7 separate regions of the Mus musculus genome follow, and regions 2, 3, 4, 5, 6 and 7 are each linked to region 1. The links are chromatin contacts, called in public HiCAR-type, HiChIP or PLAC-seq and promoter capture Hi-C maps. All regions are on one chromosome and are shown on one strand. Each heading gives the region's core, a stretch centred on a gene start, on an enhancer-like site or on the middle of the called end of the contact. The rest is flanking DNA. Distances are from core to core; before and after follow the strand shown.

Region 1 (3,344 bases), core at 622-3,121:
TTCCACCAACTGAGCTACCTCTCTAGTCCCAGCTGAGTTCATTTAAAAAGGTGTGCACCACCACTGCCTGGCTCCCCAGGAAACTTACTGCAATCATCCAACAGTGGTTTGTTTGTTTTTTTTTTTTTTCCAATCTTCCATCGTTTATTATTTTTACAGAACCACCTGCAATTGGCTTTATAATTTTATCATAGCTACGTTAATTTTTTTTTCTGCTCAAGACAGGGACTATGTTGATCTTATTCACAACTATGTTTTTAAACTCTATAGCCGTTTTATAACTGTTCTGGCAGGAGCAAAGTCATTCTAAAAAGAGGCACTTGTGAGTGTCCCCACAGAGACATGGAGTTCAACCCAGGGATCTGATGGGGAAGGAAAGGCTGACACCTGGTGCCAGTCAGAGGGAGCTTTTCTGTCTCCTTGTCAGACCCTCTTGCAGAAGGGACTGCAACACCAGGGCAACGATGTCTCAGAGATGGGAGGACCACACCGTGACTAGGGCTGCTTAGTTGTGTATACCCTCTGCTTTCTGTTGAATCTTCTGTTTCAGGACTCAACACTTGGTGTGTGGGTCACTAGACCTCTTTGCTCTTCCCAGTGTGGCCACACTGAATACATGTCTCTTTTCTGCCTCTCATTTAAGACTTGTCTTTTTTAGCCAGGCGGTGGTGGCGCACATCTCTAATCCCAGTACTTGGGAGGCAGAAGCAGGCGGATTTCTGAGTTCAAGGCCAGCCTGGTCTACAAAGTGAGTACCAGGACAGACAGGGCTATAAAGAGAAACCCTGTCTCGAAAAAACAAAACAAACAAACAAACAAACAAACAAAAGACTTGTCCTTTTAAGTGGCCTATGGAGCCTAGCTTGTTAGGGCTGCCAGGGCTGGGGGGTTCTGATCCTAGCAATTTCAGTCACCATGAGCCAAATCACACAGCGAGTCTGGTCACCCAAGAACAATCTCATATGCACTTGACTAATGACTGATGGAAGAGTGACTGGATACCCACCCTAAGCGGTATGCACAAGGGAAGGATATAGTTCCACTGTCTGTCAACTATTAAACCAACACCTTGTTCGTGACAACATCTGAGAGCGTTTTCCTGATCCTCAGTGAGGTAAATTAGAGGAGAGTGTATGCAAAGCAGGCATTTCTCCTATCCCAGTACTGACCAGGCCAGATGCGGCTATAAACTTCGGAGATCAGGGCCTTCGGGGTGGGGTGCCCAATCCTTAGCACTTCCGAAGATTCTTAATTCTGAGTGATCTATCTGCACCATGCCCTTCCTAAAAGAAATGACAGAAAGGGCGTAACACATCAACAAAGTTAGCAAGTCTTTGAGTGAACTTTCTGCCCTGTTACTATTTCAATTTCTATTTTCTAGCGCTTTATTCATGGTAGCAGCTAAGACAAGGCTGTTGAATGTACACGTGACAATAACGATCCGGTAGACCCGCATGGAGCACAAGGAGTATAGCAACAGGAGGCATGGACAAAAACTGAGGCGAGGCTAGGAATTAGAGAGCTGACACCTAGGCTCGACGGAACCTAAGGATCAAAGTAAAGCAGCTCTTGAGCGGGCAGCCCGGAGCCTCCATGGCATAAACGCCAAGGGACATAAAACCCCGCCCCACTCCGGGCGGATATGACGCCATGGACGCTCATCCCGGCCCTCTTGGCCCGGACCCGGCCTCCACTAGTGTCACTCCTAGGCTAAGATCCCGTGGCGGAACTGCGCCGTGGCAAGGCCCCCGTAGATGTCTGAGGCCTGGCTCCTGTAGTCCTCCCGCCGCCTCCGAGTCCAATTCGGTGTCGCTGAGGCTGCCTTACCAGTCCACATCGCCCGCCGTCTCTGCAGCGGTTCCCGCCGAGGTGCTTTTGAAGCCGCCAATGGCCGCTCGGGCCCCGCCCACCTGGCAAGCCCTCCGCACTGCTTCGGCTGCACGGGGGGACGCGGCTGTGGGCGCCTGATGGAAAACGCTTTAGATCCCCAGAGTCGCTGTACTCAGAGACAGGATCATGTAAATATAATTGTTCTCCGTCTCGAATTCCACCTGGCAGTCATCTCTGTGTGCTGTCCCCGCCGAGCCCCGGTGGGATGGCCCTAGATCCCCCTCAGCATGGGACAGTGGACCGGTCCAGGCGGAGCGATGCATGCAGGATGACGCATGCGCGGAGCGTCGGTGCTTGCAAGTCCTAAGGGAGCTGCGGGCTCCGTGTCGGTGACTTCTCTTTCTGTGCTTCTTGTAGGGGCTGAGTGACGGTGAGTGTCGGGTGTCCTTCAGCCTCCGGGCATCTGGCTGCCTGTGGCGGAAGGACGCGGCTCTTTAGCTTCCCACGCCGCGCTAGGTTCACCCATGTCCCTGCCCTTGGACCTTTACTAGGAACACTCTTCTTGGTGAGCCGCGGGCATGAGCTGTCACACTGCTGAGATCTGCCCGCCGCTCGCTGGCATTGCGACCTTGGGCGCGCGCCTGGTCGAGTGCGCGTACCCTGCTGCAAAACTTTGGAGATGCGTGACACTGAGGGCGCATTGAGCTAACTGTTCTGGCTGATAACTAATCTAGGGAGCTGCCGTCAAAAGTTTCTTTACTGAAAAGTCACTGGACTGGCTGGTGATGTGGGTATCTGTAAAGATCCCCCACGGTACACTTGACAAGGAAAGTAATGTTTAGGGTCCGTTAGATAGGCTTCGAGGACGACTGTGAGTGTTTTCACAATAGATGTATTAGAAGCCTCTGTTAAAACTTCTCGAAATCAAACAAAACCCCAGGCAAGGAGGGTAGGATGGTTTGCTTCAATCTCAGCTCTGGGGAGGTGGTGGAGGCAAGAATCAGGAATTCAAGGTCACCCTCAGCAACATAAGGAATTTGAGGCTACACTAGACCCTGTGTTAGTAACAAAACCCACTTTAAATGTATGCAACTTTGCCTTGGCAAAGGGATTCTCTTGACATCTTTTCTGTCTTGTACATCCAGGCCTTGGTATTTGGTTGATCGAAGTGAAAATACGCCTCTCCATTTTCAGTGTTAAATGTCAACATTCAGCAGACATTTATTTCTTTTTTCCTCTAAAATTTCCCTGGTCTTAGCAGACTACTTACCTGCCTACCTGGCACTAGTAGGAGATTGTTCCAGAATGATGCAGAGGAGGCCTATTCTTTTTTTTTTTTTTTTTTTTTTTGGTTTTTCGAGACAGGGTTTTTCTGTGTAGCCCTGGCTGTCCTGGAACTCGCTTTGTAGACCAGGCTGGCCTTGAACTCAGAAATCCGCCTGCCTCTGCCTCCCAAGTGCTGGGATCAAAGGCGTGCGCCACCACGCCCGGCAGAGGCCTATTCTTTTGAGAAG
Region 2 (3,344 bases), core at 412-2,911, 2.7 Mb after region 1:
ACTGTTTAATGTCAAGAAGAACATGTATGAAGAACTAACCATGGATCAGTGCCCGCTGCGCTCACCAGCTGCCTTCTGATCTGGCAAATAAAACCCACCTGCTGTCAAGGTGGTGCAGGGGCCAAAAGGAGCTTTTTGCATTTTTTTTCCCCTGCCTTCAGATCAGGTTATAGATGCTGGCTTTTTTTTCCAGATCTGTCCTAAGCAGGTTTGAGTTTGCTGCTATTTCTAAGAAGTAGAAACGCCAGGGGCTTAGGAGATCCAGCCAACCCTTGTAAGATTCACAGTTACTGTAGAATGCGGGGTCCAGCGAGCAGCTCTATCAGTCTGCACCCCACTAGACTTCAGGGACATGGGAGTGCAGTGCCTCCCCAGGCAGAGACAAGCTTTCTCACTTACACACTACTGGGGAAATCTCTGCTGTTCTAGGCACTGGCAAGTTTCCCCAGGAGAATAGCGGACCTCTTAGAGTGTGGGCTCCTTCTGCGGCCACCACAGGAGTTCGTTCCTAAGGAATAGGATGGGGCTTTCCCAGCCAGGAGGAAAGCAGAAGATGCAGTGGGGGAGAGAAGGCTGCATCCCTGGTCTCACCTTTCACCCAGCTTAGAGGCCGAGGATTTAACCCTCTTGATTCTCAGTTCCTTCTCTCACAGTAAGTACTGGGAAGGAGATACACAAGGGCATGCACCCTGCCTTCAGCCCCATTTGGACGCAGAGAGGTGAAAAGGGAGATCAAGTGTCAAGTGGCAGCCACACCACTTACTGGCAGCTCAGCGATCTTGGCAGATCATTTATTTTCCCCCATCCACTGTTTTTCTCACCTCTAAAGCTGGGCACCTGACTTACTGGGTCTCAGGAAGTATTAAACGGGATCGTATATGTAAAACTCCAGAAAGAAAGAAAGAAAGAAAGAAAGAAAGAAAGAAAGAAAGAAAGAAAGAAAGAAAGAAAACAAACTAGCACCAGGAACTACGTGTATATACACGGCGATTGTTATTTTTTTTAACCATGCTAACGATCAAGTCCCACCCTTACGTCCCTCCCAGTGTTAGGAGCTGAGTTGTCCTACAAGAGGGGCACAAGGCAATTTTCCAGACCTCAAGTCCTAGGCACCACTATCCTTCCTGTCACCCTACATCTGGTGTGGGGAGAAGGACCACCTCTGAGCATCCTCCCCAGGCTCCAGTGGCTTGGGCTACCCGGGAGGTTCTGAGAGCCAAGTGTGAATGCAGAGAGGGTGCTCGCTGACTGTGGGTGCTGGGTACCTGGGGCAGCATCCCCAATCTAGGCTCTCCCACCCACTGCCGGTGCGCCCAGCGCGGAAAGAGAGAAAAACCAAAAAGTCGTGGATACTGGACCAGGCTTTGACGCGGATCTTGAGCTCGCCGTCCTGTGGCTCCGGCATGGCCTTTCTAGAGAGCCTCAGCTTGTTGAGTCCGCCGAAGCCGGCCAGCACCACAGCGCGCATCTCCTGGGCATCCCCGAGGCGGTGGGAGCCGTCGCCGCCCTCAGCAGGTTCCTTGCTGGTCTCCTTCTCAATCATTTGTTCGGTCTCCTCCGCTTTCTCTACGCCTTCCTTAGCCATGGCGCTCGAGGGGCCGCGGGGCGCACAGGCTGCGGTTGTGAAGGGGTCGGGTCTGCTCTCCCGCGGGTTCCTCCTGTTGAATGTGGGATGCTCTTCAGTGCAATGGCTGCAACCTCTGTGAGCGGAGCCGCGGTCCACCGCCTCCGCCGTAATCCTTAGAGGAGCCGCGCCCTAGCGCCCCACCCCCTCCCTCACATTTCCTCCTACTTACTCCAAAACAAATCTCAAGTCCACCTTTTGTGCTAGTACTAAGTCAGGCTATTTGTCTCAACACTAAAAACAGATTTCCCCAAGACTCTTGAATACAAACACAGAAGAAGAGGCCGGATGGCTACTCCAACCCCTACAATGGGCAAATACTTGGGTATATACGGCACAGACTCTGGCGCCTTGAAATGGACAGAGACGAATGTCTGGGCCTGGAGGATGCTGCGAGAGACAAGGTTGCCTCTTCTCCCGCGGGTAGGCAGGGATGGGAGGGATAGCTGGGAAATTGGGCTGTTTCCCATCTGCTGGTTCTGAGTGGAGCGGCAGGGAGGTGCGGGAAGTTAAAGATACATCCCAAGTAAGGCTCCAAAGAGCCAGGTCCAGTCTTTTCCATCTGGACGCCACCCCCCACCCCCACCCCTGTCACTAGGGATGCTGTTTCTGGACTTCTGTGGCTTCCTTATGACAGTTAGTTCTCAGTACCCATGCTTTTTTTTCTAGGAAAGAGGCTCCCAGAACAAGCCTGTTTCCTGCTAGGACCTCCAGAGGACCAAATTCTCTCTCTCTCTCCTCTCTCTCTCTCTCTCTCCCTCTTTCTCTCTCTCCCTTTCTCCCCCCTCCCTCCTCCCTCCCCCCTCCCCTCCCCACACCTGCCTTTTGTTTTGCAAGGTTACAGAAAAACAACAACAACAACAACAACAACAACAAAAAAAACGAGTACTTTCCCCAGCAGTGTTTGGTGACACATCTGTAGTATGGAAGCTGAGGTAGGGCGACCCTGTCTTAAAAAACCTAAACAAGAATTTAAAATTGCTGGGCGCGTGCGTGCGTGTGTATGTGTGTGTATGTGTGTGTGTACGCGCGTGCGCGCAACGCCTTTAATTTCAGAATTCCAGCAACCAGGAGGCAGATGAATTTCTCATGAATCTGAGGATAGACTGGTCTACATAGTGAGTTCCAGGGTGGCCAGCTCTACATAGTGAGACCCTTTCTCCAAAAATAAAATAAAAAAATAACAAAACTACAGATGCAATCCAATCATATCCATCACATAATAAATTCTGATTCTTAAAAAAAGGTCATTTGTGCTATCTTAAAAGGCGAGATAGGAGTTGCCTTGTGCGGTGTAAGAGATCCAATTTCTCAGCTCAGGTGCCTGTGTCAGTTTAGGCAGCTCCCATCCTTGAGCTCTCAGAGATGGTGAAGATCTCGGTCCCAGTGAGAGAGGCTATCAGGACACAGTGATCTCAGGAGTATGGCAAATTGAGCCCAGGACAATCAGTCTCTCCTCCTCCTATTACTCCTGTGCCTCTGTTTTAAAACTTTGGTTCACCTGGAAAAAAATCATTCTGTCCTCCAAATTAACTCAGAACTCTGCAGTTGCTGTGCCCTTGACTTTGGATGCTCAGCACACCACCGTTATTAGGGTTAATTCCAAAATCCAGATTCATCCAGAGTATCACTTTCTTGTGCAAAATTCACCAACTCCCAGGCTGAGTCCTTCACGGCTAAAGTGTGTGCCAGTTTGTAACTGTAATATGATTTCTTTTGA
Region 3 (3,344 bases), core at 550-3,049, 2.6 Mb before region 1:
TCTGTTGACACAGACATAGTTGCTTCTCCTGTGAGTACATGCCAGCCGCCTCAGGCTCTGCTGTGGTTCATAACTGGTGTGTTTTACAGACGAGGATGGTACCACAGGAAAGTTCAGGCAGCCTTAAGTCCTTTACTCTGCACTGTTTCAGCCCTTTCCTGGTTTGGAAGTCCATATGGGCAGCTGCCGAAACCAAAACCTCATTGTTACTCTAAGTACCAGTTTCTGTCAGAAGAATTGAGTTGAAGTGACTCATCTTGGTTGTTGGTGGCTCATTCTTTGATTTTTTTTTTTTTAAACAGTACACGGGCCTCACTTGTTCTGTGTTCACCTGCCCCCACCCCAGCTGGGTTGTTCCCCACAGGTATGAGGGTGAGCTGGTCACCCTGTGGCACTTCGGCCCCCACTGCCACTCTTGTGAAGAGCAGCCGTTCCTTTCTACTTTAGTTACTTTGAGAGAGAGAGAAATCTTACACTCAACACTTTCTTTAGATATAGCTTGCCTCACAAACTGACCTCTGTTCCACTTTCAGTAAAAAGCTAATCTGATTTTATAACAGATTAAACAGTTTAAGTTTGATGCTTCAGGTAAAATACATGTAATGGCTGCAGAAAATATCTGTGCTGTTTTTATAAAATTGGCAGAAAGTAGTATCTCTTACAGAACCTATTAAAATCGGTTTTCCTTAGGTATCATTTACAGCAGAAAGTAAAGACCTGTAGACTACACTTTCCATTGAATAATTGTGGATGCTGATTAGAGATACCCTGGGAGATAGAGAGCTGCAGATGACAGGGGACACAGTCTGGGGAAGGCGTGAAGGGTGGGACATGACATCTGGCTTTTGCTCTTCCTTTCTAGCTCTCGTCCATCTTTAGTCTCTTCACTTCTCTCCTAGTTTTTCCCTTCACTCCTAACAGCTGTAGGGATGTTTCCCTGAAAGCAGTGAGGAGTAAGGAAATGTACACAGAGTTGTCTGTCTGTCTGTCTGTACTGTGGTCTGATCCTTCCATTTAAATATACAGAGTTGTCTGTCTGTACTGCGGTGTCTGATCCTTCCATTTAAATGCAGCTGAAACTGTCATAGCTGGCTGGGTCAGGATGCTACTGATGTCCCTGTGTGCTGTTTTTGTTTCAGGTCCGCTACAGAGCGGTGGATTGGGCATCCTGCTAGATTTGGGTCTGTGGCGCAAATGGAGTTTAGGACTCAGTGGACTCGGCCTCAATGAGAGAAGCCCCTGTCCAAGATGGAGAAGAAGCGGAGAAAGAAATGAAAGCCTCTCTTTGGGCCAAACCGTGGGTGACCATGGGACTGAGGTTTTCTTTATGTTGGACAAGTCTGTAGGATGGCTGATCAGTAAGGCTGCAGCTTTTAGCCAGAACAGAAACCCACTTCTGATCAAGGAAGAGCCTCGTGCGATTTGAATTTATGCAATTTTCTGACCATATTCACTGAGGACCATGAAGCTCGTCAGCACCTGGCTTCTTGTGCTGGTGGTTTTGCTCTGTGGGAAACGGCACCTGGGCGACAGGCTGGGGACGAGAGCTTTGGAAAAGGCCCCGTGCCCCAGCTGCTCCCACCTGACTTTGAAGGTGGAATTCTCTTCAACTGTGGTGGAGTACGGTAATGACTTGTCTTCAGTGTTGGGCCTCCCATCTCACTGTTTTCAAACTAATATAAATACTGGCTTCCGTTCACCTCCGTGGTTCATTTCAAATGTACACATCATGTAGACGCTAACCTTTGCTGAAGGTGTTTGCCCTGGACTAGAACTGCCAGCAGCACTGTAGCTGGGAGGGGCGGATGCAGGCGCTCAGCTGACACTTTGGAGGTCACGCACGCCTCAGGCAGAAGGGCAGAGCAGGAAGTCTGCGACCTGGACCTGACCGGAGCTTTGTCTTCACTTCTGTAGAATAAACAGCCTTAGTTCTCTGAGTTCCTTTCCCTATTGGGAAACGTCATTTCTTTACTGGAGTCAGTTTTAGTAAATGTGGAGGGTTTATCTTATTTTACTTTATTTATTCTTTCAGTTTACAAATGTCTTGCATGTTTTGCCACTCGTGTGACCCACATGAGTGCTTGGCACTTGCAGAGAGGGTTTGAATCCTGAGGAACTAGAGTGTAGGTGGTGCTAAGCTGCTCTGTGGGTCTTCTCCCGAGCAGCAGGCACTCTTAACCCCTGCGCCATCTCTCCAACCCCCACCCCCCCCCCCGTTTATGTTTTCTAAAATATGTTTTTGTTTTTGTTTTTGTTTTTTTCCGAGACAGGGTTTCTCTGTGCAGCCCTGGCTGTCCTGGAACTCACTTTGTAGACCAGGCTGGCCTCGAACTCAGAAATCTGCCTGCCTCTGCCTCCCGAGTGCTGGGATTAAAGGTGTGCGCCACCACGCCCGGCTCTCTAAAATATGTTTTGATTATAGAGTTATTGGTGACTGTGAACTGCCTGACATGGGTGCTGGAAACTGAAATCAGGTTCCCTGCAAAAACAGTCCATGATCTTAATTACTAAACCATCTCACCAGACCTACACTTACTCAAAAGCAAACAAAAAACAACAACAAAAGCACAGGTCTCTGCCTTTGAAGTGCATATTTTGTGTGATTTGAGATTCGTGTGAATCTCTGCATGTTGCCACCTGTGGTCGTTCATACTCATCTCTCTTCTTGCTCTTACTTTGCCATGAGCTCTGGGGTGCATTGTTCTTTTCTCAATGGAGGTTCAGAGTAGGTATACTCTGTTATGTATATAAGTACTTACTTTTACTGTGGGCATTGATTTCAGAATATATTGTGGCTTTCAACGGATACTTCACAGCCAAAGCTAGAAACTCATTTATTTCAAGTGCTCTGAAAAGCAGTGAAGTGGAAAACTGGAGAATAATACCTCGGAACAACCCATCCAGTGACTACCCTAGTGATTTTGAGGTGATTCAGATAAAAGAGAAGCAGAAGGCGGGGCTGCTCACACTTGAAGATCACCCCAACATCAAGCGGGTGACACCCCAGCGGAAAGTCTTTCGTTCCCTCAAGTTTGCTGAATGTGAGTATGGCCAGCACAAGCCACTGCTTGCCTTTCACTACAGAGCCGCTAAGAGGGACTTGGGAACACCTGAGGCCTTTTTCACAGCTCTCTAGTGGAGAATGTTGTCTTGACAGGCAGTTTCTGTGTTTTGTTTTCTGAGACTGGGTTTGCTCTAGCTTGGCCTTCAGATTCACTCTGAAGCTAAGACTGGTTGGCCTTGAACTCCTGGCCTCCAATGTGCTCCTTCCTCTACCTCCCAAGTGCTGGGATTGCAAGCATGCACTGCCATGTCTGGTGGACAGCAGTTTTGAGAAAAGCAGC
Region 4 (3,344 bases), core at 361-2,860, 2.5 Mb before region 1:
CCTATATGCCACCCCACTCTGCAGGGCTGGGGTGGGGAGAGCGGTGTGGTGCATGAGGCACGAGGTGGGATGAGGAGTGAGTCTGGGGTCCAAGAGTGAGGACAGGAAGACAGTGAAGGAGGACAGTTGCTCAGGGTGGAGCTGGGGGGGGGGGTGAGGACGCCTAGGTCCAGGCAATGATTCTGATTCTATGGAAAGAGAGGAGCTGGGGAAGGGGCTTCACTCGCAAAGCGGCACAGCACGGGGGCTCATCTACATCCGCAGAGAAGAGAACAGTGGTGGTTCCGGGCTGTGTGTGGGGAAGTGCAGGGAAGAATCCAGGATAGAGAGGAGGGGGCTAGCAGTGCCCAGTTCTTGTCCCTATCGTAGGGACTCAAGTGATGGTTTGGTTAGGACCTGAAGAGGGGAATAGCGGCCAGACTTACAGCAGTTCTCGGGGACTGGGCTATCGGATGCGGGGATGCGGGAATGTGAAGGAGGAGATGTAGAGGGTCGTGCGGTTCCAGTGGGGACCGGTGCCCCAGCCACGATGGAAGGGGAGTAGCGTGGGTCCGTGCTATGTAATTAGTGGAAGCGGGAACGTGGAGGGGGGCGACTGAGGAGAGGGTCCTCGGTGGGTGCGGACCCAAGCCTCAGCCGCGATGGGGTGGTGGGAGGGCTCGCTCTGGAGATCCCCACGCGGAGGAGGGTCCCAGGCTATGAGATATGGGGATGCAAGGAAGCGGAAGAAGAGGATGGAAGTGAGGGTAATACGGTCCGGGTGGAGTTGGGGTCTTGGACGGGGGTGTCCCTGCGGGAAGAAGAGGTCCCAGCTATGGGATGTGGAGATGAGATAAAGTGGAGGGAGGAATGGAGAGGATCTTGAGGTCTGGGTTGGGGGACAGGCGTCTCAGCGGCAGTGAGAGTTGGGGCTTGCGCTCGGGGTCCCCGCGCCAAGGAGGGTCTCAGCAATAGGATGCGGGGATGCGGGAACAGGCAGGGAGCGAATGGTGGAGAGGGTCCTTAGGTCCCGGGTGTGGACTGGCACCCAGCCGCGCTGGGCGGAGGGTCCCGCGCGTACTCACGTCCAGGATGACGGCTGTGCCCCCTCGCGATGCGGCGGGCCCGGGGCCGGGGTCCGCGGAGGGGATGTCGGGGACGAGCGGTGCACGGGGTTCCCCCATCCTGGCGCCCACCCAGCGCAGCAGCCCGCCCAGCGCGCGGCCCTGCGGCGGCGGCTCCCGGAGCAGCCTGTGCGCGCCGGCCCTGCACAGGCGCGCCGCCCGCTCGCACATCTCGCCCGCCGACCCCCGCCCGGCCGCGCCCCCGCGCGCCCCCTGCCCGCGCCCGCCCGCCCGCGCACGCCGCTCCCGCCGCCGGCCCCGCGGCCCGGACACCGCGGGGACCGCCAGTGCCGGGGGTGGGGGGGCTACCCGGACCCCGAGCCACGTGCTCCGCGCCCGCCACCCCCACCCCGCCGGCCAAGAGCGGAGGCAGGGGACTGCCCGCGGGGACGCGGGGCCCAGCGACCGGACCCTGGCACGGCCCCCGAGGGGGATGGCTTCGTTCACGCAGAACTTAGGGCGGGTGTGGAGGAGGGTGGGGGCCCCGGGATTGTGCCCCCGTCCCCGCCAGGGTCTCGCTGACCCCCGGTCCCCTCCCCCCTTGGTACTGGTGTCCGGTGAGCCCCGAGCGCCCTCTGCCGGATGATTCTCCCCGAGTCCCTTCCTCCCCTCCTCCACCCGCGGGCGCTAGTTGCCCAGAAGGTAGAGCAAGACGCAGACTTGTGCAAGTGACTCAGACTCAAGACACCTGAATAGGGGTCCCGGGACTGGACACCAGCCTGCTCAAAGGCCCTGAGGCGGGAGGTGAGACTCAAATGGGCAGACCAGGGGACAGAGTGGACAGGGCTGCATCAGGCTTCTGGAAGCCTCATTCCTGACCCAGACTCCATAGAGTCTAGCCCTGTGCCTATGGATGCTCCACTCTGGGGCCCTATCGCTTGTTCTCCTGGAGCTGCGGGCTTTACCCAGGGGCCCAGTGCGCGGTCTATTTGCCTAGCCACTTCCCAAGCACAGACTCCTCAGGCACAGTGGAGGCACAGCTGGTTTTATTACAGATCTGATGGTGAAAAGTTGGGCCTGGGGCCCTCCAAGTTGGACACTCAGCTGGCCCTGTGACTCCAGCACACACTGACAGTTTCAAGGGGGCCCCCTGGTCTATGGCTACTGCTCCCACCTGGGGCCTCATCTCGCCTGAGGGTAGGGCAGCCTGTGTTCCCCATGCCTCTGGGGCAGATAGTCCATCCACATGGCTCAAGTCTTCCCCTTCTGCTGGGGAGACTGGTTCCCAAATGGGAAATCTTTAGATGGGCTCACGTCCCGCTGGGCTGTGATAAGCCCTCTTCCTCTTCAGGGCCTGGGTGTCAGGGTGCCAGGCTAATGTTAAGGTGGCTTCCTGGTCTCCTTCTTCAGCAGGGAGCTGGCAGCAGCCAGGGCCCCGCCCTGGACAAATCTCACAAAGTTGTCCCCAGCCAACGGCCCCAGGGCATACAGGCCCTCCTGGTGAGTGCTCTCATGGGTGAAGGGGTCCACGTCAATGGGGTTCCTCTTGGGACTCAGTGGCTGATCTGGGTCTATGACCAAGTCAGCACCTGCCCTGGGGAGGTAGGAGAGGTCGGGGTGGGAGCCAATGAGGACCAGCACCATGGAGACCCCAAAGAGCTGCTGGCCCCCCTGTGGGTCCTGGAACACTGCTTGGTGGTCCTCTTTGAAGAGCAGTGGCTGGTGCTCAGGGAGGCTGCGGTAGCCCTCATAGGGGCTAGGAGACAAGATGGACTGATCGCGCATCATCTGCTGCACTTTGTGGTACTCAGGGTATAGCATCTTGGGCAGCTGGTTGAATACCAGGCCGGGGTCATGCACGGACCGGCGGAAAGCATGGATCACCTGGATGTTGTAGTGACGGGCAAAGAGGACAGCATCGGCTGCAGATAGCCCTGCTCCCACAATCAGCACCGGGTCTGAGGTTGGGTTCACAGTGCCTGCCCGAAGGGCTGCCTCCAGGGCTGACAGGTCGTGGTGGACAAAGGGCAGGGTCTCTCCTGGGATGCCTAGCATGGCTGGGCTGTCAAAGGTGCCTGTGGCCAGGACCACATTACGGGCCCGCAGTGAGAAGGGCTGGTGGCCGTGGTCCTTGGTAGTCAAGTAGCCATTCACTTGGAAGAGGGGACTGGATGCCTGGACCTCGGGACTGCCATGCTCGGACTTAGCCCACTCCACGGCAGTGACCACGGCACCAGACACAAAGTTGTGACTTAGGCCTTTCTTGATCACGTAGTCCCGGTAGTAGTGGGCGATGTCACC
Region 5 (3,344 bases), core at 605-3,104, 2.5 Mb before region 1:
GAATTTGATCCCTGGTACTAGTGATTTAAAAGTGGTGGGGGTGGGGTGGGAGGTTGCCAGAGATACTGTTCAAAGTAAGAGCACTGACTGGTCTTGCAGAGGAACTGGGTTTGGGTCCCAGCATCCACAGGGCAGCTTTCAACCGGCTGTAATTCCAGTTCCAGAGGATATGATACACTTTTCTGGCCTAGGTAGGCACTGCATGCATCTGTATACAGGCAAGCAGAACACTGGTATATATAATCTTTAAAAGAAAGGCCACTATATTTAGTGACACACTTTGTTTGCTGGCATTGGGAAGATGGGACAGGAATATTTCTGGGGCTTACTGAGCAGTTTACCTAATCTAACTGGTGAGTCTCAAGTCTCAGTGAGAGACCCTGACTCATATTAATCCCTTAACTACACCAAGGGTTAAGCAATCAAAATGAGAAGTCTGTAAACCTGCACATAGCAGTGCAAAGGAGCCTGGATCAGGGGATGTATATCTGAAGTCTTGGACAGCTCATCACCTCAGCGTGTCATGTCCTTCACTCTAAAGGAGATAGGTGTCAACCGAAAGGACAGAATGGAAGTAAAAATGGCCATGCCTGTTTCAAGCAGGTCAGGAAAAAAGCAGATGAGGCTTTGAACACTGGGGACTTCTGAAATGGTGATATCATTGTGTATGAACTCAGGGTCAATGCTCCTCTTTATTGAATATTAATGGCTGGCAGCTATGCTAGACAATCCTTTGGGTCTCAGCTATATACACCTCCGTTATCTGTACGCTACATGATATCGCTGGGTAAGCTGCTGACTAGCACAGGTACTAAAAAGTCAACTTAGGATCACTGCGTCTGGGGCTGGGGGTTTGGAATCAAATCTCTTGTCCAAAGTCAGATTGCAGAAAGAGGACTGGAGGCTTTAGAGACCCAGGCGGTGGTGACCTTGACTTTTGGCCATGTTTGTGCATTTCGTGTAACCTGTTAGGGTGATGGACGTTCGTGGGAGGTGCCCAAACTTTGCCCAAAGCCGTGTTCCATCCTTGTTCAAGAACAGCGCAGTTAAAACTAGAGCTATTTTGGAGTAAGCGCAATGGGTGTCACACCCGACAGTGACCCCCGAGGATAGTGCTACGAACCACGCAGTAAGCACCGTGGTATCTGAGGCCGGCGAGGTGGCTGCAGGGGCATGGGTAAGGGTCTGGGGAGTGGGGAGTGGGAAGTGGGCAGGGCCCCGGGGCGGTGGCGGGGGGCGGCGGCCCCGGGGTCGCGGTGGCCCGGGCGGGGCCTTACCCGGACGTGCGGCCCCTCCACCAGCTTGAGGGCCTGCGCCTCCAGCAGATCGGCCCGCAGCTGCACCAAGAAGCGCACGCCGCCGTCCAGCTTGCTGATGTGATGGAAGAGGCCGCGATACCGCGGCACGAGCGCGTAGCGCAACCGGTCCTCCGCCTGCAGCAGCACGGCCGCCTCGCGCGCCTGCTGGCGCAGCTGCAGCACCCCGGCGCTCTGCTCGGCCACCTGGCCGTGGTCCACGCCGAAGCCCTGAGCCAGGCGGCCGAGCAGCTCGGCGCGCTGGGACGCCTCGGCCAGGCCGCCGTAGAAGCTCACGAAGTCGGCGCACTGGCCCTCGGCGGGCGCCGGCGTCTTCTCGCGCAGCTCGTAGGCCGGCGTCGGGGGCACGGCTCGCCGCAGCAGCTCGTCCATGGCGCTGGCCGCGAGCCCGCCGCACAGCCGACGTCCCCGGGGCCCCGGAGGCCGCGGCGGGGACCGCAGTGGGAGCAGGCGCCGAGCCCTCAAGCCTGGCCCGAGGCCTCGCATGACAGCTCCGCGACAGCTGCTAGCGGGAGACGCCACTGGAGAGCGGGCCTCTGCCTCGCTTCCGGCTCCGGCTTCCGGTTTCTCGCCGGCCCCATTGGCCGAGGCCGGACGGCGGACGGAGACATTGGCCAATCGGGGGGTAGAACGGCGGGGGAGGGGCGAGGTGGCTTTCTCAGGCCGGAGGCCAAGTGCAGCCAAAGGTCCCCGGAACCCGGTAGCCCCGGGGCACCTGACTCGCCCTCTTGGCTTGCATCCTTACACCTGTTCTGAGAGTCACCGCCTCAGTCCCTTTCCCCACTACGCACGCGCTTCTCTTGATCTGAGAGCTTGACATCTCAGCTCTTCCCGGGACCGTGCTATGCACGCAGCCTCCTGTGCTAGGGTTCGGATCTAGCGTAGGTGAGGAGCTGAGAAATTTAAGGTTGCATGCTGGACTAGGTCTCCTAGGAATGGGGATGGCTCATTTGATAAAGTGATTGAGAACTTGAGTTCATATCCAGAACCCATGGGAAAACGCTTGTAGTCCTAGCTCAGGGAGGTGGACAAGAGCCAGCCAGTCCAGATAACAAGGTAAGTCTAGGTCAGCCAGAGACCCTATCTCCAAACCAACCAAACAAAAAGTATGCGGGTAGCGCCATCACTCGAGGTGTCTTCTGGCTTCCAGAACCACACATGTACATACGTGCACCCCCACACGTGTGTACAAGGAAATGTATATGCACATGTACACACCAAGCATGTAATTCTCAGAGTAATTCTCTGACTTGACATTTTGACCCTGTCCCGACCCGCGGACAGTAGAACAGGGTCTCTCCCAACAGACCCTCCCTAGGTACTCTCTGGCTCATGTCAAGAATCCCACCCAGACAGAACTGCTGGAGACCCAGCCCATGCCTCCTGCTGCATCCTAGAGCTTCCGTCTGGTCATGCCGGAAATGGGTATAGGAAGAATCTCTTCCCTACCAGCTTCCTTGCTGGGCCTCATTCATTCATTCATTCATTCATTCTTTCAGTGAAATGATTTTCAATTGTTTGGTGAGTTCCAGGCCCACCCTAGGCTTGCATTTGAAATAGCCCTGCTCATTCTCCTTCAGTTTACCATCTGAGGGAGGGAGTCACATTAAAATAACTGCAAAAAGGAATCAGACTGGTAGAGTAGGCTCTGTATGGATTCAGCTTGATATGATGACAGTCATCTTGGATCCAGACTGTTGTGACTGTCCTAGAGAAACCACAGTTCATTTTTTGGTGCATGGTTTCTCTTCAAACTATCGATAGACCAAATCCCAAGAATGACGTCTGGGACCTTACAACCGGATCCAGGCTCCAACCTGTACCTGGCTCTTTGATAAGAACTTAAGATGGACCACGTGCCTTCCAGCTAGGGGGAAAGTCACTTTATCCTAACTCGAGTCTGTGACTCTCTTTCTGACCCATGTGGTAGGATCCAGTTTGGCTTTGCTGTCTACCAAGACTATACATTTGAGTAAGTTCTCCAATAAACTGTACCCTTCCATTCTTCATCTGCCTCTGTCTTTAGTA
Region 6 (3,344 bases), core at 491-2,990, 2.4 Mb before region 1:
TCCTGGAGCTCACTTTGTAGACCAGGCTGGCCTCGAACTCTGAAATCTGCCTGCCTCTGCCTCCCAAGTGCTGGGATTAGGTGGGAATTTCATAGCTGACATCGTGCTATGAGGAAAAAGATTGGCACATGCCTGGCACTGATACAGTAAGTTTGAAGTAATACAACTCGGAAATGTGAAATCTACCCAAGGAACTAGTTTGGCATGGAACATTTCTTTTCTTTTTAAAGATTTATTTATTTTACGTATATGAGTACGCTGTAGCTGTACAGATGGTTGTGAGCCTTCACGTGGTTGTTGGGAATTGAATTTAGGACCTGTGCTCGCTCAGGTCGGCCTGAAGATTTATTATTATAGATAAGTACACTGTAGCTGTCTACAGACTCACCAGAAGAGGGCGTCAGATCTCACTTCGGGTGGTATTTCAAAAACTTGGGAGTTCACCGGTGGGGAGGAGAGAGGTCTCCTGATAACCGATCAACGACACCCCCCCACCCCGTCGCACTGACGGGCGTTTTACGCTGAGGTAACCCCCCCCCCTCACCTTCAACTCTTCTGGGCAGTAGGAATCTTGTTTTCAGGGTCCAGTTCTTCTACTCCAGCCTGGGTCATGAGGTCAGCGATATTCTTCTCCAGGTCGTCAATCCGACTGCTCATGTCATCTAGTGGCACAGTTAAAGAGCCCGCACGGCAGCATCACCTCACCTCGGCCTCTCCCCCCCAGGCCCCCGCCCACTGGTTTAAACAGCTGCTTCCCCAGTTTCATCTGGCTACAGTGACAGCCTGGCGGTCGGGGTTCGGGGGGACTGGGGTGAGTTTTCTTCCCTACACCTCCAACTCTAGAAGTACTCCCAGACAACGGTTACCATGCAAACCCCTTTACTGGTGTTCTGGAGGGGCACCAACAAGGGCTTGGGGTAGGTCTCGCTGTGTCTCTGGCTCTTGGCACAGTCCTCCACGGGAACACAATATAGCCAAGATCAGGAAAGACACTTCTAAGTGGGGACGGGGAAAAGGCTCGGCCGTTAAGAGCACGCGAGGCTCCTGCAGAGGGCACGAGTGTACTGGGCAGTTCACAACCGCCTGTTACTCCAGCTCCAGGGGATCCAACGCCTCTGGTCTCAGTCACTCCCAGTACCCCCTTATACATATAATTAAAAATAATAAACCCTTTGTAAAAAAAAAGGCAATTTCTAAATGACTAACTGAAATCTGTTTGTAAACCACCCCGCTCACCCCCACAGTTAAGAAACTGCCTCCAAATCAAAAGGATATTCCTTCCGATGATCTGGTCTGACATGATCTGAAACTTGTCTTGCATCTGCTGCAAGAGCGTCTCCACCTAAGAGAAACCAGGACAAGTCAGCCGATCCCAACCTATGCCGAGACCCCCTTCCTGGGACCGGCGTTGGGGAGCCGAGGACGCAGGCATGAAGGGGGGGTGGGGTGGTGGTGGTTCCCGGCTGGAGTGTGAGGCCTTCAGCAAGGGCCTGCCAGCTCGGATCGGTGTCCCTGCGGGTCAGGTCCGGAGGGTCCGGGTCGGGGCCGACCGGAGGGCGAGCCCCGCAGGTGCGCGGGCCGAGGCCGCTGGCCACACCCCACGCCAGGGCCGAGAGCGGCCCCGGGGTGTCCAGGCCCATATGAGGCTGCCGCTTACCACCAAGGTGATGTCCTGCATGGTCTTGGGGTCCGTCTCGGCCATCTCCCCGGTGCCCAGCTTGGCGGCGATGTCTCGGAACCGTCACCTACACTTCGGTTTCTCGGCGCAGACGCCCACAAGCCGACAGTTCTCGCGACTACACGGTCACGGGACCGCGAGGCATTGTGGGTGTTGTAGTTTCTGCCACGCACCGGAAGGTCCTAGGAGGCTTCAGATTGTCCTGCCTGCGGATAAGCTACGCCCCCCAGTTCTTAGCTCCGCCTTCATCTTCCGCCCAGTTCCACCCTGAAGGCTGAACCGAGAGGAAGAGGAGGAGAAAACGCCGGAAATGGACCAAAATTGTGGGGATTAGCGTTGGCTTCTTCCATGGATGTAGTTAGGCACTCAGGCCTTGCAAGGCGAAGCCGGTGACGAGCTTGCTTCAAAGTCTGACACTGTGAGTTCAATCTCTGTGATCCACATGTTGGAAGCAGAAACTCGATTCCCACAAATTGTGTGTGCACTGCTGTGACATGCATGCATACACACATAAACATACACACAAAATAAGAAAGTGTTCTGTTACTACTAAAAAACATTAGGGGGCTGGAGAGATGGCTCAGCGGTTAAGAGCACTCACTGCTCTTCCAGAGGACCCGGGTTCTATTCCCAGCACCCACAGGGTAGCTCACAACTCCAAATCTAGGAGACCCAACAACCTCACACAGACAAAACACAGTGCAGGCAGTGGAGGAGGCTGGGATAGAATATCGTGGTCATTTGAATACAAATGGCCCCATAGGCCCATAGGGACTGGCCCTATTAGGAGGTTTGGCCTTGTTGGAGTAGGTGTGACCTTGTTGGAGGAGGTGTGTCACTAGGAGGCGGACTTTGGGGTTTCAGAAGTTCAAGCCTGGCCAGTGTCCTGCTGTGTGTGGATCCAGATGTAGAACTCTCAGCTCCTCTTCCAGCACCATGTCTGCCTGCACATGCCATGCTTCCTGTCATGATGATAGTGGACTAGTCCTCTGAACTGTAAGCCAGCCCCAGTTAAATATTTTCTTTTATGAGAGTTGTTGTGGGTATGGTGTCTCTTCACAGCAATAGATGTCCTAACTAAGACAGATCCAATTCTTTACATTTATGGACTGGAGTGGGGGTGTCTCTGAGTCTAGCAAACCAGTGAAGGTACGCGGCGTTAGGATATAAGGTCCGATTGTTCCACCCTACCTTGGGGCTGTTATAGGGAGTTGGGCAGCTTAAGGAAGACTCTAGACAGGGCAGGAGGAGTGGCTGATCCCCTCTGCAGAGCCAACACCGGCCAGAGTTCTCCATGTTCCTACGTTACAGTGAATTGTACAGGCACATGGATGGCTACAGGCCAGGAGACAGTTTAGTAAAGGAGAGAAACAGGGAACTCCAGCGTCCACCAGACCCAGGCTGAGGCCCAGCTTCAAAAGGGACCAGGTCTGTGACCTTCCCTAAGTTATTTACTTACCGTGTGTTCTTCTTCAGCAGCATCTGGGAAAGTTTTCAAAATTCTGCTTTCTGTTGAGTGAGGACCCCAACTTCCAGTCCCACAGAATGGCCCCTGACTATTTGTCTGCAACTGACACACAAGCTTGGTCTCAGGACTGTGTTTTGGGGTGAGGGTGGGGTAACTGCAGTTTGTTTAGCTGAAGGAAGACTAAGTCTTATTAGCATT
Region 7 (3,344 bases), core at 467-2,966, 2.2 Mb after region 1:
ACAGCCTGAGTTCATTTTCCGGAATCCAGGGTGGAAGGAGAAAAACCTACTTATGAACGTTGTGCTCGGACCTCCACACGGGTGTCATGGTGTGTGCATGACCACATAATACATACATACACACACAATAATAACATACTTGAAAATAGTATATTAATTAAGAGAGACATAGAACACATTGCCTCCAGCCCCATGTATAGAGGCGAGAGGCCGCCTGCTGATGAGGGAGCCAGGTGGAAAGCCTGCACACTGGTTCGGGGTATTCAATGACAGCAAGACCCTGAACAACTGCTCTGTGTTTGTGGGCACCACTGTATGGCTGAGTAGAGCGTACCTTACTCTGTTTACAAGCTGCGTGGAGCCAGGAGAAAAGAGTCATGCACGGAGAGCCGCCATGATGGAGCTGCTGGAGAAAGGGAGTGTGAAAGACAGTCTTCCTTCACTTCACGCTCAAGAACGCGGCTTTCAGAATAGAATGGCCATTGTGAGCACAGTCACTTGCTCCTGAGGATCTCGGGTCTATTCCCTGCAGCTCGTTTTCGGCAGGAGACTGATGGGAAGGTGAGAAGCTGCCCCCGGGAGCTCAGCCTGCATCCGCTCTCGGTCTCCATGCAAACACCATTGTTTCCCAGCCTGATTATTATTAAATTGTAATGTGGACCCAGCCTCTGCTTAAGCACCCGCGATGATTAGACTACAAGTCAATTGTGGGTAACACGCAGATATAAATGCGGCTAATAAGTTTTACTGTAATGATTAATCAATTTATGAATACATTATTTAAGCTAATAGCTCAGGTAGGGTATCTTAAACAAGTTACAGAGCGCATCGACCAATTCAAACTCCAGCTGCCGGATCAATAACAAACTGTAAGTAAACTCTGGGGGGGTAAGCACACTAGCAAAAAAACAAAAAAAAAAAAAAAAAAAACAAAAAAAAAAACAAAAAAAAAACGCAAACAAAAGAGTCTTAGAGGAAGAATGAAGAAAACATACAATACTTTCAATTTGAAGACAGATGCACAATACTTTAACATATGCCAAAGATTAAAGGGAAAAGATTACAAAATTATATCACTGCAAATTTTGTTGCTGTGACAAATTAAAAGCAGTTCATACCAGAAACACACACAGGTGCAGACCGGTGAGCACACAGGCACCATGCATTGACAGTGATGTTGATTCTTTAAAGTAATGAAGCCTTGGGCTCATGTCACTGTCTGTTTATCTATAGCTGTCCCTTTAATGGGAAAGGAAAAAAAAAGTATGCTCAAAAAGTAGGACCAGCAAATTTTACTGAACGGGAGCCATCTTCCAGCACAGTCAAGGGACACCTGCTCTTCTCCAGCCAGACATCTCCCCTGGTGCCAACCAACCACAGCGAGTTTTGTAACAAAGCAAACCTTTATATCATAATGCTGTCCCATAACTTTTTTTTAAATTAGGGCTAATTAATGTGAGTTTAATAAATAAACCAAAAAGGGCCTTAATTTCCAAAGGTGGGCTATTTCATCAGAGCTTCAAGCGATGGTGCATTTTAAAAAATTAATTAGTATCTTGTGCGATCGGCCACACGTTATTGAATAAGTAACAGCGGCTAAGTGAAACAGATGAAATATTGGTAAGCGATGCAGCCACAGTATAAGTATGTGCAGTGGGTCAGAGGTTAATCCCTATTGATTTTCCAAGTCTGCGTACAGCACCGCTGGGAAAGACCGGTTCAGTTGGCAATCAGCTAGCACAAATACATTATAAATCTTACTGTCCGCCTCCACTGACCACTGTCACTTACTTCAGTTGCTAAAGACCATTAAAAAAAAAAAACTACCCAAAAGGGGAGAGGAGGAATTCTACCCACTTTAAACAAAAAAGTAAACCTTGAGGGAGTCCCCGATACTGGACAAAACTTTTGGGGTGAGCATTGCTCAACACAGAGGCCCCTCTTCCCGTGGAGCTGGCTTCTCTCCCGGAAGGCAGAAACTACTATGTCATGCTCTTCAGGATAAATCCATTTCAAAGAGTCAACACAGACTATTGTTCCCTTAAGCTTCGACAGCAAACTCAAAGGAATTCCAAAATGCCTTTCCCATTTGAAGGTCTGGAGAGAAAGGGAAGAAGCCGGATCTTTTCATTGGGATTGTTTAAAGCACCTACAGGTTGGTTTTGCACTATAGAGCTCAACCTTTGAGCTACTAAACATGAAGCTGAATGCGAAGCCCTTCCCACGCAGGGAGACGCACTTCTAGGTGCTATTTTTATAAAGTGGTCCCCAACACGCGTAAGCTTCATTCCCTGCAGACTTAAGACACCCGCCCCCATCTCTGGAAATAACTTGACCACATGTATAGTTATGACTTCCCTTCTTTACTGAGACCGTATCATGGATCTTCTGTGTACCTGGCACTCTTGATAGATTCAGGATATGGATGAACAAGATGGGTCCTCCCCACCCCATCCACAAAGAGAGAGAGAGAGAGAGAGAGAGAGAGAGAGAGAGAGAGAGAGAGAGAGAGAGAGAGAGAGAGAGAGAGAGATACAACACAGTCCCGGGAAGTGTGTTGGTGCTGGCAGGCAGTCTGTCATTTACCAATGGTGTGACATCCAGCTGGCCATCAGACCTCCCTGAAACTTAATTTCCTTGCTTACAAGTGTACAGCAATACTATTATTTGCAACTTAAAAAAACTTAAAAGCACTTGATACAGGGATAAATATTCAGGGAGTGTTGGTTATTAAAAAGTTATTTGATGCCGAGCAAGAACATGAGTGAAGTTTTTCGACCTCTTCTTTGTAGGTGGGATTGTGACATTGTGGGGTACGAAGTGGCAGAATATCCATTGTCCCATGCCACACGGGCAGAGGTCTCCTGTCCCCCAGGTCACCACTTCTGAGAAACAGCATGGTGAAGGACATGCTTGCAAATTACTCTGTGGAGCTTTTTAAAAGTGCCCTCAAAAAGCATAAGGAAGCAAACTGTTATCAGAAATGCAGATGTTGGCTGGCTCAGCGTGAACCAGGCCAGGAGACATGGAGAACTCTTTGGGTAAAGATTGGGTCCTTTCTGCATGGAGACTGCAGGATTTTACTTTAAGACTCAAGCCCTAAAAGGATGCATGGGGAAAGGTTCACGGGTAGGTGTTATATCTACATACAAATGCAGCTTTGTTGGCATTTCCATGGCATGTGTGTACGTGCACACACACACACACACACACACACACACACACACACACACTGCAATCTACGCATACCCTCTGCTCTAAGCAGAAGATATGACATTCTTGAAATGGCTAGAGTATTTTAGGGGGAAACTCTTATCTTCATCTTTTTCAGAACTCTATCAGCT

The links. Promoter capture Hi-C pulls out the DNA fragments that hold promoters and counts their contacts. HiCAR-type assays count read pairs that join an accessible place to other places. HiChIP or PLAC-seq counts read pairs in DNA pulled down with a chosen protein or histone mark.
Region 2: a contact with region 1 is called in a HiCAR-type map of astrocytes, with 4 times the contacts expected there. The contact joins the promoter of Vat1l here to the promoter of Cenpn in region 1. A contact is called at or near these places in 2 of 39 promoter capture datasets (hippocampal neurons and liver) and 2 of 115 datasets of contacts at active chromatin or transcription factors (astrocytes and large pre-B cells).
Region 3: a contact with region 1 is called in an H3K27ac HiChIP or PLAC-seq map of embryonic stem cells, with 7 times the contacts expected there. The contact joins the enhancer-like site here to the promoter of Cenpn in region 1. A contact is called at or near these places in 2 of 39 promoter capture datasets (cranial neural crest and embryonic stem cells) and 3 of 115 datasets of contacts at active chromatin or transcription factors (astrocytes, embryonic stem cells and large pre-B cells).
Region 4: a HiCAR-type map of astrocytes shows a contact between it and region 1, with 2.8 times the contacts expected there. The contact joins the promoter of Necab2 here to the promoter of Cenpn in region 1. A contact is called at or near these places in 3 of 39 promoter capture datasets (hippocampal neurons, liver and stem cell-derived epiblast-like cells) and 1 of 115 datasets of contacts at active chromatin or transcription factors (astrocytes).
Region 5: a HiCAR-type map of astrocytes shows a contact between it and region 1, with 3 times the contacts expected there. The contact joins the promoter of Mlycd here to the promoter of Cenpn in region 1. A contact is called at or near these places in 3 of 39 promoter capture datasets (hippocampal neurons, liver and pre-B cells), 1 of 484 Hi-C or Micro-C datasets (B cells) and 1 of 115 datasets of contacts at active chromatin or transcription factors (astrocytes).
Region 6: a promoter capture Hi-C map of embryonic stem cells shows a contact between it and region 1, with 4 times the contacts expected there. The contact joins the promoter of Hsbp1 here to the promoter of Cenpn in region 1. A contact is called at or near these places in 2 of 39 promoter capture datasets (embryonic stem cells and liver) and 1 of 115 datasets of contacts at active chromatin or transcription factors (astrocytes).
Region 7: a contact with region 1 is called in a promoter capture Hi-C map of liver, with 2.8 times the contacts expected there. The contact joins the enhancer-like site here to the promoter of Cenpn in region 1. A contact is called at or near these places in 5 of 39 promoter capture datasets (the 3T3-L1 cell line, embryonic stem cells, hippocampal neurons and 2 more) and 1 of 115 datasets of contacts at active chromatin or transcription factors (embryonic stem cells).

What each region holds. Positions count from the first base shown.
Region 1 is chr8:116,920,267-116,923,610 of GRCm38.p6, reverse strand. Cenpn (centromere protein N) reads right to left here and starts at 1,871. Exons shown (of 12, transcript NM_028131.3): 1 at 1,828-1,871; 2 at 1,170-1,283. It overlaps Cmc2 (COX assembly mitochondrial protein 2), which reads left to right and starts at 2,175. Exons shown (of 4, transcript NM_026844.3): 1 at 2,175-2,260.
Region 2 is chr8:114,203,957-114,207,300 of GRCm38.p6, reverse strand. It overlaps Vat1l (vesicle amine transport protein 1 like), which reads right to left and starts at 1,661. Exons shown (of 9, transcript NM_173016.3): 1 at 1,359-1,661. The coding sequence starts at 1,585. Gm30272 (a long non-coding RNA gene) reads left to right here and starts at 1,667. Exons shown (of 3, transcript XR_388052.4): 1 at 1,667-2,047; 2 at 2,462-2,559.
Region 3 is chr8:119,545,681-119,549,024 of GRCm38.p6, reverse strand. Mbtps1 (membrane-bound transcription factor peptidase, site 1) reads left to right here. Exons shown (of 23, transcript NM_001167910.1): 2 at 1,140-1,625; 3 at 2,784-3,041. The coding sequence starts at 1,463. Among named protein-coding and RNA genes, the nearest start is that of Mbtps1, 11 kb to the left of the region's middle. Within about 2 kb of position 1,799, at least 42 of the 459 cell types and tissues checked have an H3K27ac peak or open chromatin away from gene starts, as enhancers often do. A contact at or near this core is called in embryonic stem cells, where this site is marked.
Region 4 is chr8:119,444,985-119,448,328 of GRCm38.p6, reverse strand. It overlaps Necab2 (N-terminal EF-hand calcium binding protein 2), which reads right to left and starts at 1,610. Exons shown (of 13, transcript NM_054095.2): 1 at 1,065-1,610. The coding sequence starts at 1,274. It overlaps Osgin1 (oxidative stress induced growth inhibitor 1), which reads right to left. Exons shown (of 6, transcript NM_027950.2): 6 at 2,073-3,344. The coding sequence ends at 2,424.
Region 5 is chr8:119,393,404-119,396,747 of GRCm38.p6, reverse strand. It overlaps Mlycd (malonyl-CoA decarboxylase), which reads right to left and starts at 1,854. Exons shown (of 5, transcript NM_019966.3): 1 at 1,278-1,854. The coding sequence starts at 1,802.
Region 6 is chr8:119,342,934-119,346,277 of GRCm38.p6, reverse strand. It overlaps Hsbp1 (heat shock factor binding protein 1), which reads right to left and starts at 1,740. Exons shown (of 4, transcript NM_024219.1): 1 at 1,658-1,740; 2 at 1,276-1,342; 3 at 545-665. The coding sequence starts at 1,702. The coding sequence ends at 547.
Region 7 is chr8:114,750,298-114,753,641 of GRCm38.p6, reverse strand. All of the region lies in intron 8 of Wwox (WW domain-containing oxidoreductase), which reads right to left. Among named protein-coding and RNA genes, the nearest start is that of Gm16118, 44 kb to the right of the region's middle. Within about 2 kb of position 1,716, at least 8 of the 459 cell types and tissues checked have an H3K27ac peak or open chromatin away from gene starts, as enhancers often do. A contact at or near this core is called in liver, where this site is marked.